Regions from separate parts of the Mus musculus genome. Here regions 2 and 3 are each linked to region 1. The links are chromatin contacts, called in public Micro-C and promoter capture Hi-C maps. All regions are on one chromosome and are shown on one strand. The core of a region is the stretch at or near the end of the contact, and the rest is flanking DNA. Distances in the headings are between cores, read along the strand shown.

Evidence for each region. Promoter capture Hi-C pulls out the DNA fragments that hold promoters and counts their contacts. A called contact is a pair of places that touch in the nucleus more often than the background predicts.
Region 2: a contact with region 1 is called in a promoter capture Hi-C map of liver, with 7 times the contacts expected there. The contact joins the enhancer-like site here to the promoter of Fbxl21 in region 1. A contact is called at or near these places in 5 of 39 promoter capture datasets (3T3-L1-derived adipocytes, cranial neural crest, liver and 1 more), 7 of 115 datasets of contacts at active chromatin or transcription factors (embryonic basal ganglia, embryonic hindbrain, embryonic stem cells and 3 more) and 4 of 9 other capture datasets (adipose tissue, embryonic stem cells, liver and 1 more).
Region 3: a contact with region 1 is called in a Micro-C map of embryonic stem cells, with 2.9 times the contacts expected there. The contact joins the promoter of Cxcl14 here to the promoter of Fbxl21 in region 1. A contact is called at or near these places in 2 of 39 promoter capture datasets (cranial neural crest and hippocampal neurons), 1 of 484 Hi-C or Micro-C datasets (embryonic stem cells) and 1 of 9 other capture datasets (adipose tissue).

What each region holds. Positions count from the first base shown.
Region 1 is chr13:56,520,950-56,524,250 of GRCm38.p6, reverse strand. Fbxl21 (F-box and leucine-rich repeat protein 21) reads right to left here and starts at 1,779. Exons shown (of 7, transcript NM_178674.5): 1 at 1,629-1,779; 2 at 648-741.
Region 2 is chr13:56,745,815-56,749,115 of GRCm38.p6, reverse strand. No RefSeq gene overlaps it. Among named protein-coding and RNA genes, the nearest start is that of Gm45623, 6.4 kb to the left of the region's middle. Within about 2 kb of position 1,460, at least 28 of the 459 cell types and tissues checked have an H3K27ac peak or open chromatin away from gene starts, as enhancers often do. A contact at or near this core is called in liver, where this site is marked.
Region 3 is chr13:56,294,774-56,298,074 of GRCm38.p6, reverse strand. It overlaps Cxcl14 (chemokine (C-X-C motif) ligand 14), which reads left to right and starts at 1,524. Exons shown (of 4, transcript NM_019568.2): 1 at 1,524-1,965; 2 at 2,144-2,249. The coding sequence starts at 1,902.

The DNA of each region.
Region 1 (3,301 bases), core at 530-3,029:
GACCCAGGTTTCATTCCCAGCACCCACACATGCACCAGGCACACACGTTGTACACAGACAAAGATGCAGGCAAAGTACCAATACAAGCACGTAAATCTCTTAAAGATGTTATATTGATACCAATAATTTAGTCCAAATGCATGTTAATTTTCTCCTTACATAAATTATTAAAGCATTAACTACCCTCTCAATTACAAACTTCATATAGCACACTGAAGTAGTAGTTTTAGAATGTAAGATAAATTGATTTTATTCTTTAGAAGTACTTTTTGACCATGTGTTCATTATTTACATAATATGAATCACATTAAATTATTTATGAATATGGACCACCACTTGGTCATATTGCATTCCCATTTAATTTTTTTTAGATCTGTTTATATAAAAATTCTATCTTAAATATATGGGGGCATTTATTTAAAAAGCCTGATTTCTTTTCATGTTAAGGAAATGGATCGCTTCTTGTTTGTTTGTTTTTGGTTCTTTGAGACAGGGTTTCTCTGTGTAGCCCTGGCTGGCCTGGAACTCACTCTGTAGACCAGGTTGGCCTCTAACTCAGAAATCTGCCTGCCTCTGCCTCCCGAGTGCTGGGATTAAAGGCATGCACCACCACTGCCCTGCAATGGACCACTTCAAGGCTTTCTTACCTGAAGGTGGCTTCCAAGTTACAGTTACTGCTGAGCCAATGAAATGACACTGCCATGGGGTAATCACCGACACCCATCTGACTTCACTTCCAGTCTTGGAAAAAACCCACAAAACCATCATTTGGGCATATAATCATTTTATGCTTAGGTTATCTGTAAGTCGTTATATACATTAAGTGATTTTATTAGTAGGTTATTAATAATAGAACAGTTTTTTTGCCCATATGAAAACTAGTTTGTAGAAATATCACAACACTCTCTAGAAGTTACACTGGAAGCTATACTAAGGCTACATATCAGGCAGAAAAGCACTCTAAAAATTCACATTTTACTTAATATCTATGAAGAGATATCATGAAATTTGAAGTAGTTCATAATTACGTGTACTGGTTTATTAGCTGTATAAGTTGGCATAGCTCAAGCTTCTCTGTGGTATTAAGATATATTTACTTACAAAGTAAACTTCAATTTTTTGAATAGATAGATCTCATTTTTAAGTGCATCATCTGAAGACTCGTTTGTAAAATGCACTTGGATTGAAAACACCATTTGAGAGGCGAGGATGGCAGAGAGGCGAACAGAACTCAACCTAGACCATCCCTAGATGAGCACCGAGCAGCCTGCCCCATATCCAGGCAACCAGACTGGACCAGAAAGAGGACGCCAACCCGGGGCAGAGTTTAAAGTGTAAAAATGAATACAGATGGCATTGAAAATGTACCGCCCTAAAACTGCTCGGTGCAATTTATCTTACATCCTAACTGTCCTGAGAAACAGGGCTTGGGGTCGACCGGACCCTAGCTGAAAGCGGTGAGAGAGCTGAAAAGCCCCCGGGGACTGGGGGGATGGCTGGGCTCCGCACGCTCGGTTCCGAGCAGACTAGGTCTCGCTCCTGCCTCCACGGCCAGGCAGCTCTGGGGGTTCCTGCGGTTCGGCTCGCCCCGCCCCGCCAGCTCCCTAGTGCTGCGCCACAAATGTTACCTCCGAACGCGCTCCTGAGGGCAGCCAGCCCCAGGCAGGCCCGCCGGTCAAGCGCAGAACTCTGCGTGACGAACGCCAGCAGCTACCTTCTCAGGTGGGCGGGCTCCAGCGCCGCATAAAGCCGCGGACAGTGAGAGACTAAATGGGCATCACAGGCCAGGCCCCGCCTGCGCCACGCCCGCGCCACACCCCTCCAGGAAGCCTTGCCCCAGTGTGCTAGTGTTCAGCCTCTCGAATCCCCGCCCCCGGGAGTCTCGCTCCGCCCCCAGCCTCGCCCCCGGAAGTGGCTGCCTCTTAAAGATGCCCCGCCCCCGTCAATTCTGCCCCGCCCCCAAACGCTAAGTTTAAGTTCGGGGTTCACCGAGAGGTAGACCCTGACGCACGCCCGCGCCCCGCCCACTGATAAAAGCTCCACCTCTAGAGCCTCTGACTCTAGGTAGCCTCGCCCCGCCCCCAGCCGCTCTGTTGGAGCTGGAGGTCTCACCTAGCACATGCAGGTTCCTAGGCCTCTAGAAGTCCTTTGGTGGTCCCAGGGCCAGTGTGTGAGTGCTCCTCAAGGGATAAGCAGTATGCTTAGTGAATATTCAGTTAAATAACTGACCACTTGACCCAAACTAACAGTTCGAGTTTCCAGGTTTTAACTTGAGAAGGACACCCCACTACCATCATGCAGATGCTTGAGGGACCGTGATTGGAAGCTGCAATGATCGCCTCTCAGGTCCTGAGCTGCAGGCCAGGACTGCAGAAGGTCACCTGTGAGCTGCCAGCCTGCCAGCTCAAAAAGAATGCACAATGAGCTATGGATTTTTTTTTTTTTAAGTTTCAAAATATCAAGCCACACACAGCATTCTACGTTAACATCTAGCGTCACTCATACTCTATTTGTAATGACCAGCTTTATCACGGTACAACTGACAAATACTGGACACACCCTAGGTTTTGTTGCCTTTGAAACCATCATAGAGACAGGATAATGAACATACCATAGATGTATGTCTCCCCCAGATTCCTCTTGGTTCCTCTAATTCCCCCATCATGGTCCTCCCTCACCTGACATTTTAGATTAATTTGAAGTTCTTATTACAAATTGATTTCTGTGGTGTCTTGCTGTCAGCTCTTTTCCCTCAAGAGTTCAATTGACACAGATCTTGCCACATTTGCCTTCAAGTGATGTGGACAGACTTTTATCCCCCCCCCCGTTTTGTCCTAATTTGATCTCTTGTAGATTGTTTATGAATTCAGATGCATATGCCAGTCTAGACCTTTGGGTTTGCCAAAGCCTCTACTTTGTGAAATTCCTTTTGATCCATAGACTCAATGAGCCCCCTCTGCACTCTTGTTCCTCAGGGAAGGCTTTTCAGCTTAGATCCACCTTGAACCAGCATAGACTTGGGACTTCCACTCTGACCCACTATCGCTGAGTCCTAGTTACACATCTCACTACCCAAAGCAAGAAACTTGCAACTCCTGCCCCACCCCACCCCCCAGAAAGCAGCTGTATCACTGAAAAACCCACCCCAACTTGGGTTGACAACTCACTGGAAAGTTGCAAGCCTAGAGTCCTCTGCTCAGCTCCTAGGTAGTTCAACAATCAGAGAGACTTGTCTGCAGCTCAGAAGGTCTGAGTCTGGTTCATGACAGCTGTGAACTGCTTCTCTACAGTGGGGAGGAGC
Region 2 (3,301 bases), core at 211-2,710, 230 kb before region 1:
TTACTTACACTAACGGCTTCTCCTCTCTCACCTGATTAAAAACAAAAATCCTAACTCTGCCTACAAGGTCTAGAACCTTCTAGCCCACAGCCAGCTTCATGTCCTCATATTCTTCTTGAACTTGAAACCGCCGTTTAATCCCTAAGAACCTTCCGCATTAAGCTGCTTTCTCTTCCCTCTGGCTAATGCCGTCCCATACTTCTGATTTCTAATCTTTGTCAGAACTTGTTTGAGCTCCCCAGACTGATAAGTTATATTCTTGGCTAGCCCAGCCATTGGGGAGATGAACTCGGCTGAACAGGGTGAACTGCAGAAAGCACAGGCTGCCCATTTCCCTGTGTCTGCTTCCGGCTTCTCACCTCACTCTACATTCCGAAAGGGTGGTCATTTCAAACTCAGTGTCTTTGACCTCACCTCCAGACTCCAGTTCCCACCTTTCTTACGTCCCTAGCAAGAGCAACGTCATGACTGTAATTAGCCTGTCTCTTCCCCCACAAGTGCGTGCAGTCATATGAAGACATCTACCCTGCTCACCACTTCCTCTACGATGCCTAGCATTTCTTTTAAAGACACCAAACAAGCATCCAGTGGGCATTTGTTAATTATACTGGGGAAACAGCTAGGGTTTAAGGTGAGGTTGGCCTCTGCATATTCATTGACTTTGTGCCTTAAACCTGTATCTTAGAAAATACGGGGTCGAAACTCTTCCTTATAGACTGGGTCTCCAAGCAGCCTGTTCCCCAAAGGTGGTAATCCAGTGTTAACAACTAGCTTTTCTCGTCTCTGTGGATGTAACACTTGAGTTATTATTATTATTTTCTCCCTTGGAGACGGAGCACAGTTTTATATTAGTACATGGTCCTAATTTTGCTTCCAACACTCTACTTCCTGCAGGAAAGAAGGGATCTTGGAACTGTCGCTCCCATGCCTTCTCAATGGCCTGGCATGGGAACGTTCAACCAACTTCCTCACCTCTTCCTGGACTTGAACCCAAACTTAGCTTTCCACTGAGATCTTCCCTGGCTGTGACATCTACGGTTGTGACTCCCCCCGCCCCCACTCACTTCCCATTTCCTCCTCAGAACTTACCAGTGAACGGACATTTTATTTCCCTTGTCTGCCGCCTCCATTGAGAATGAAAATGAACAGGAAAAGAATTTATTTTATCTGTATATCCACAGCATGACACGTAACCGTTCTCAAATATTGGCTGGATTACGTTGCTCAAGGTCAGAAGAGACAGGCTGGGGAAAGGAACCAAGTTGTGCAGCACTGGGCAGAGGTAAGGTCCTGCCTGTCCCTAAGCAGACGATGCAGGGTAATTTCACCAAAGCATTCTCTCTGGCATCCAGTTCATTTCGTCTGTGTTTGCATTTCTCTCCACCTTTGTTGGCAACACTCAGGTGGCCTAACCAGTTCTAAGTTAATGAAAAACTTCACAGACGTGTGAGGAGATTAAGTGTGGGATGTTTGCTGTTAATTACCCTTCTGAACTAATGTTGACACAACTGTGAGCTGCACAAACACTATCCAGGTCCTCTCGCTCTTTATCGTCCACAGAAGCTTCACTTTAACTTTCTAGGTTCTAGAGGTGTCCTCTGGGGCAGCCCACATGAGCGCCAGCCATGAAAGGCCTTCCCCACACGCAACAGTTGGGGAAGGACCCTCATGGTGTAAAGCAGATTACACAGATTGGAGCACATTCAACCCTGGGCTCTAAAATAGTTCATGTCTCTTCTGATTTTCTGTCTTCAAACACATCAAGGAAACTGCACCCCTTTCTGAGAGAGCACCAACTGTCAACAGGCAGAAACACCAGCTGCACTGTTGACTTTATAGGTCAGCCGAGCAACAGTCGGGTCTGCCGAGGCAGCAGCTGCAGGTACCTGTCATACCATGGCCCAAGGGTTCCATGAGAAAGAAGAGATCTACCCGCTCTAATTTCTTAACTGAATTTCCTTTGGGAAATTTGGGTGATGAGATCTGATGATGTTGAACTCGAATCAATTTAACTAAAAATTGTCCCCATTACATAACTTAGAAGGTGAACCCTAGTATTATAATCAGACCAGACTTCAGTGTTCTGTCAACATGTCAGACTGCAGACTTCATCGTTTTTGGGAACTGCTCCAGCAGGGATGCAGGTCTGTCATCACAGAAATCCCAAGTGCTGACACAGCAATAGCCTGGAATGTTCTAGAAGTCTCGTGGACAACCCTGAACAGCTCTCCTGCATTGTGCTGCTCTCAGATGGCCTTTTGCTCTTGGAAAGAGCACTAGCATCCCAGATGAGAGAATTTTATTTAAACTATGTAGTTATACCCAGGTTTACATGCCATACGTTTCTAAGGTAGATAATAGTATGGTCTTTACTATTATTTTAGTCTCCTCTCTCCTTCTGTATTTAATCTCCCTTTTTCCTCCCCTCTCAGAGCACCGCCTTCACAATCAGATCACTTGCACCTGTTTCTCTCCCTATTGCTCCCCCAACAATGTCAATGCCCCCCCCTTTACTTTCCTGGTTTCTACAGTTACTCCAGTATATGCTCTAGCTGAAGATCTGGAACCAGGAGCCTCAAATAAGAGTGAAATGTGACATTTCTACTTCTGGGTCTAGATTTATCTATTCAGTATGACTGTTTCTAGTTCCACCCATCTCCTTGGAAAGCTCCTGGTTTCCTTCAGAGTGGAATGCCTTCCATAGTGTCTATGTACCACATTTTCTTCATCCAGTCATCAGCTGAAGGTCATTTAGGTCATTTCTATTTCCTAGCTATTGCAAAGAGAGTACCAATGAACGTGCTGAGCATGTATCTGCTGAGTCTTTGGGGCACACCTGGAGGAGTGGTCTAGCTGGGTCATATGGTAGATTTTTGGTGTGAGAATTCTCCTCACTCATTTCCTTAGTTATTGCACCAACTGCTACACTCATAAAACTCTCACCAGAATGAGTACCTAAACAGGAGCTGAAAAATGACAAGGACATGTCAAAGAGGACAGGTGAAAGACCCAGAGGCCCTAGCCCCACACACGGAACTACAGGAAACCGGGCAATACTGAAGGCACAAGAGGGTCTTACTGGAGAGGAGCACAGATGGGTCATCTAGGGCCAGGTTGCCAGCCCTGAAGGCAGGCATGTAGGTGGCATTGTACAGGCTGAGTGAGCAGGTTGTTTGGGAGTATACATGTATGTGCATATACATATGAGCATATAGGAACAATTACTGAGGCCATGCTTGGAAGGAGAGCAGAGTGGTGTCGGAGGACTTGGAGGGAAGGAAGGGAAGTAGGGAGAAGCAGG
Region 3 (3,301 bases), core at 275-2,774, 230 kb after region 1:
ATATATGTACTTTTATTGTGTATAAATTGGTGTTCTGCCTGCAGGTATGTCTGTGTGAGGGTGTCAGATCCCCAGGAACTGGAATTACAGACAATTGTCGGGGCTGGGAATTAAACCTGGGTCTAGCCCAAATTTTAATCTTTTAGTGTAATAAATGGCAAAAATTATCTTGCATTCCCTCTGCTGAGCCCAGTGTCCCAATGCCATTGTGACTTTAAGGACAGGTGAAATGGCGGGTGTGGGTTCTGCTTGCTCTTTAAGCACAGCTTCCCCTAGAGGCACACAGAAGAGAAGAAAAGAGAAAGTACAGATTCTGCAGTTAGCCAACTACCACTCCCCCACCCACCCAGAAGCCCCTCTGGGTACTCGCACCCCTAGGAGCTTCCAGGCTAACAACACAGCAAGGTGCAAACCATAGTCTGGGAGCCAAGGCTAGCCCTCTGTGAGCCTAAGATACCTGGACCCTGTCACTGGGTCAAAGCAGCACTTCACCAGAATGCAGGGGCTTGAAGACAGTAGAGTGGTCCTACTCTGCAGTCACATATCCATAGGCCCTCCTGGCTTAGTCACCTGCTTCCTGGTTCTAAAACCTTGGGTGAGATGTTTCTTCCTCACTGTGCCTGTTTCTGCCCTGGCGAATGAACAACTTAAAAGTACCAATTTGAGGGAAGTTGCCCCAGTCAAAGTGACGAATAAAATATATACACAAAATGATGCCCCTAAGTACCATCGTCTGAGCATGGTGTCCTGCATCCTGACAACTGCTCTGTATGATCGTATGTCCTTCTCACAGGTGCCTTGGATGGGCACTATGACAACCCACAGGTTTACAGAGAGTAAACGGAAGCCGTTTAATGGAGAGCCGTGTGCTGGCGAATAGAGGGGTAGGGTGGAATTACATCCACCACCGTCTGGTGCAATGTTCACAAGGTGGGGCGGCCTCCCTCCTGTTACCATGGTCATAGCTGCCTACTGAGCTCTACCTGGCCCTACAGATTCTTATGAATGTATATGACAAGTACCCCGGTTTCTTCACAGCCCCTAGATAGTCACACATGAACATCATACTATAGACCCCTCCTAGGAGTTGCTTAGCCCTCACCACTTGTCACCCCCCAGTCTGCGAAGCAGTGACTTGATCAAAGACTTAACCTGTGATGAGCCCCTAATCCCACCTGGCCTTGAGCTTGGACCACGAGCCCAGCAAGCACAATAGAGCCCAACACCGCAGGGGGCGGGCCTGCTGGCATTCTCACTTGGCACCTGCTTGAAAACTCTAGGATTTGAGCCAAGCCTGGGTCTCTCGGTGGCTTCGGACAGTAAACCTGTGTGTTCTGAGAAGTGTCCACAGGAAACAGAAAAGCAGCACCCTTCAGCAGGCCGTGCTCCCGCCTGACCTTCTTCCAAGGCACTGAGGTATGGGTGTGCAAGCGTAAAGGCGGGCGTGCTGTGGAGCGAGAGGGTAGCGGATGTGAGTGTGTCCGTGTGTGCGCGCGTGGCTCCGAGTGTGCGCCGCTGGGATCGCGATGGGTCCGGGGCGGGCGGCAGGGCGGTCTGGGAGATCTCCTCCCCCCACCACATTGAGAAATCTCAGTGAGTCACCGAGTGGTTCTGCATATTAATGAGCTCGCTCTCCGAGAGGGCAGGAGCGAATTTAAAAGAGGCCAGGGTGGGCGGAGGGAAGCTGTGGGGAGATCGCAGCACCCAGCGCCAAGCGCAGCGCGGCACCGCGACAGACGGCAGGAGCACCCATCGACGGGCGTAGCTGGAGCGAGCCGAGCAGAGCAGAGAGAGGCGTGCTTGAAACCGAGAACCAAGCCGGGCGGCATCCCCCGGCCGCCGCACGCACAGGCCGGCGCCCTCCTTGCCTCCCTGCTCCCCACCGCGCCCCTCCGGCCAGCATGAGGCTCCTGGCGGCCGCGCTGCTCCTGCTGCTCCTGGCGCTGTGCGCCTCGCGCGTGGACGGTGAGTGCCGCGAGGGCCCTCTGTCGCGGTCCTGCCCCGTCCTAGGGACCCCAAGCACCACCTAGGCATCCTGGAACCCGGGGCGGGGGGTGGGGGGGTGGATCCCGGGCGGACACCTTGGGCGGTCGCGGAGACCTGTACGGCGGCGACTCAGCAGCCCGGCCGCGCTCTTCCGCAGGGTCCAAGTGTAAGTGTTCCCGGAAGGGGCCCAAGATCCGCTACAGCGACGTGAAGAAGCTGGAAATGAAGCCAAAGTACCCACACTGCGAGGAGAAGATGGTTATGTGAGTTCTGGGGTAGCATATCCTGTGGAGGAGCCCAACCTAGGGTTAGATCGGACTGATAACAGCCTTTCTCTCTGCCTTTGACAAGACCGACTGGCAAGTCCTGGGGACATTGCCTGAGAGTCTGCGGAAAGGGGATGAGGGTGTCTTTGGCCGGTCCCTCTGAGCCTGTCCTTGTTAGGATTCAAAGTGGCAGGCGAGGTTTATTGTAGGCTAGTTAGTGGTTCTGGTGCGCCCGCTTAGAACATCCATCTTCACCAGATCCACTCGGGACACGCACCCGGCCTGTTGGGCCGGCTGGGCTGCCTTCCTCTTACTGAAGAGAGAAGTTAACTTTTCCTTTCAGCGCCCCACGGGTGGACACTTTGGGGCTCCCAGGGCTTTCAATGTGAGAATGCTCCTGTCTCTTCTGCCTTGTGGGTCCGTGCATCTGAACAATGTTGGAGAAAGGGCTCTGCTGGGGTTAATGTGCCATGCCACCACCGCAGCCTGCTTAGTGGGGATGCCGGCAAAGTCTTAAAAACTGGGGCAGAGAGAGAACACTGAGTTTCCTTGCGCCTCAGCCTTCCCAATTAACTACTTGAAGCCAGCGCTGCCGTTTTCCCATCAATACACTCTTGGCCAGGAAGGCAGCCCTTGGCAAAACAGCTCCCAAATATTTGCCATGGACCATTGGCCCCTCTTCCCCTCCCCCAGAAACAGGACACACTTTATTCTCGGTCTGGGCAAGTGCCTTCCACCGGCTGCCCTTGCTTGCCCAAAGGCCTTCACGCAGCGTCTGTGAAGGAAGGGCACACCCCCCACCCGGCACCTCACCACCTCCATCCGCTGAAGCTCAGGGAACTCAGAGAGCCACAGGGCCTGAGCTGACCCGAGTCATGAGCTTCACAATTAACATCCTTTCCCCTGCCCTTGTCAGAGAAGGGAAAACTACCCTTTTCCGTGTGGGCTGGCTCAGGGTTAAAATGCTCCCAGCAAGAGTCACAAGAACAATAGAATTTCTAGTTAGGGGGTCCAAAATGTCAGAAAAGATTGCAAATTGTTTTTGAGAG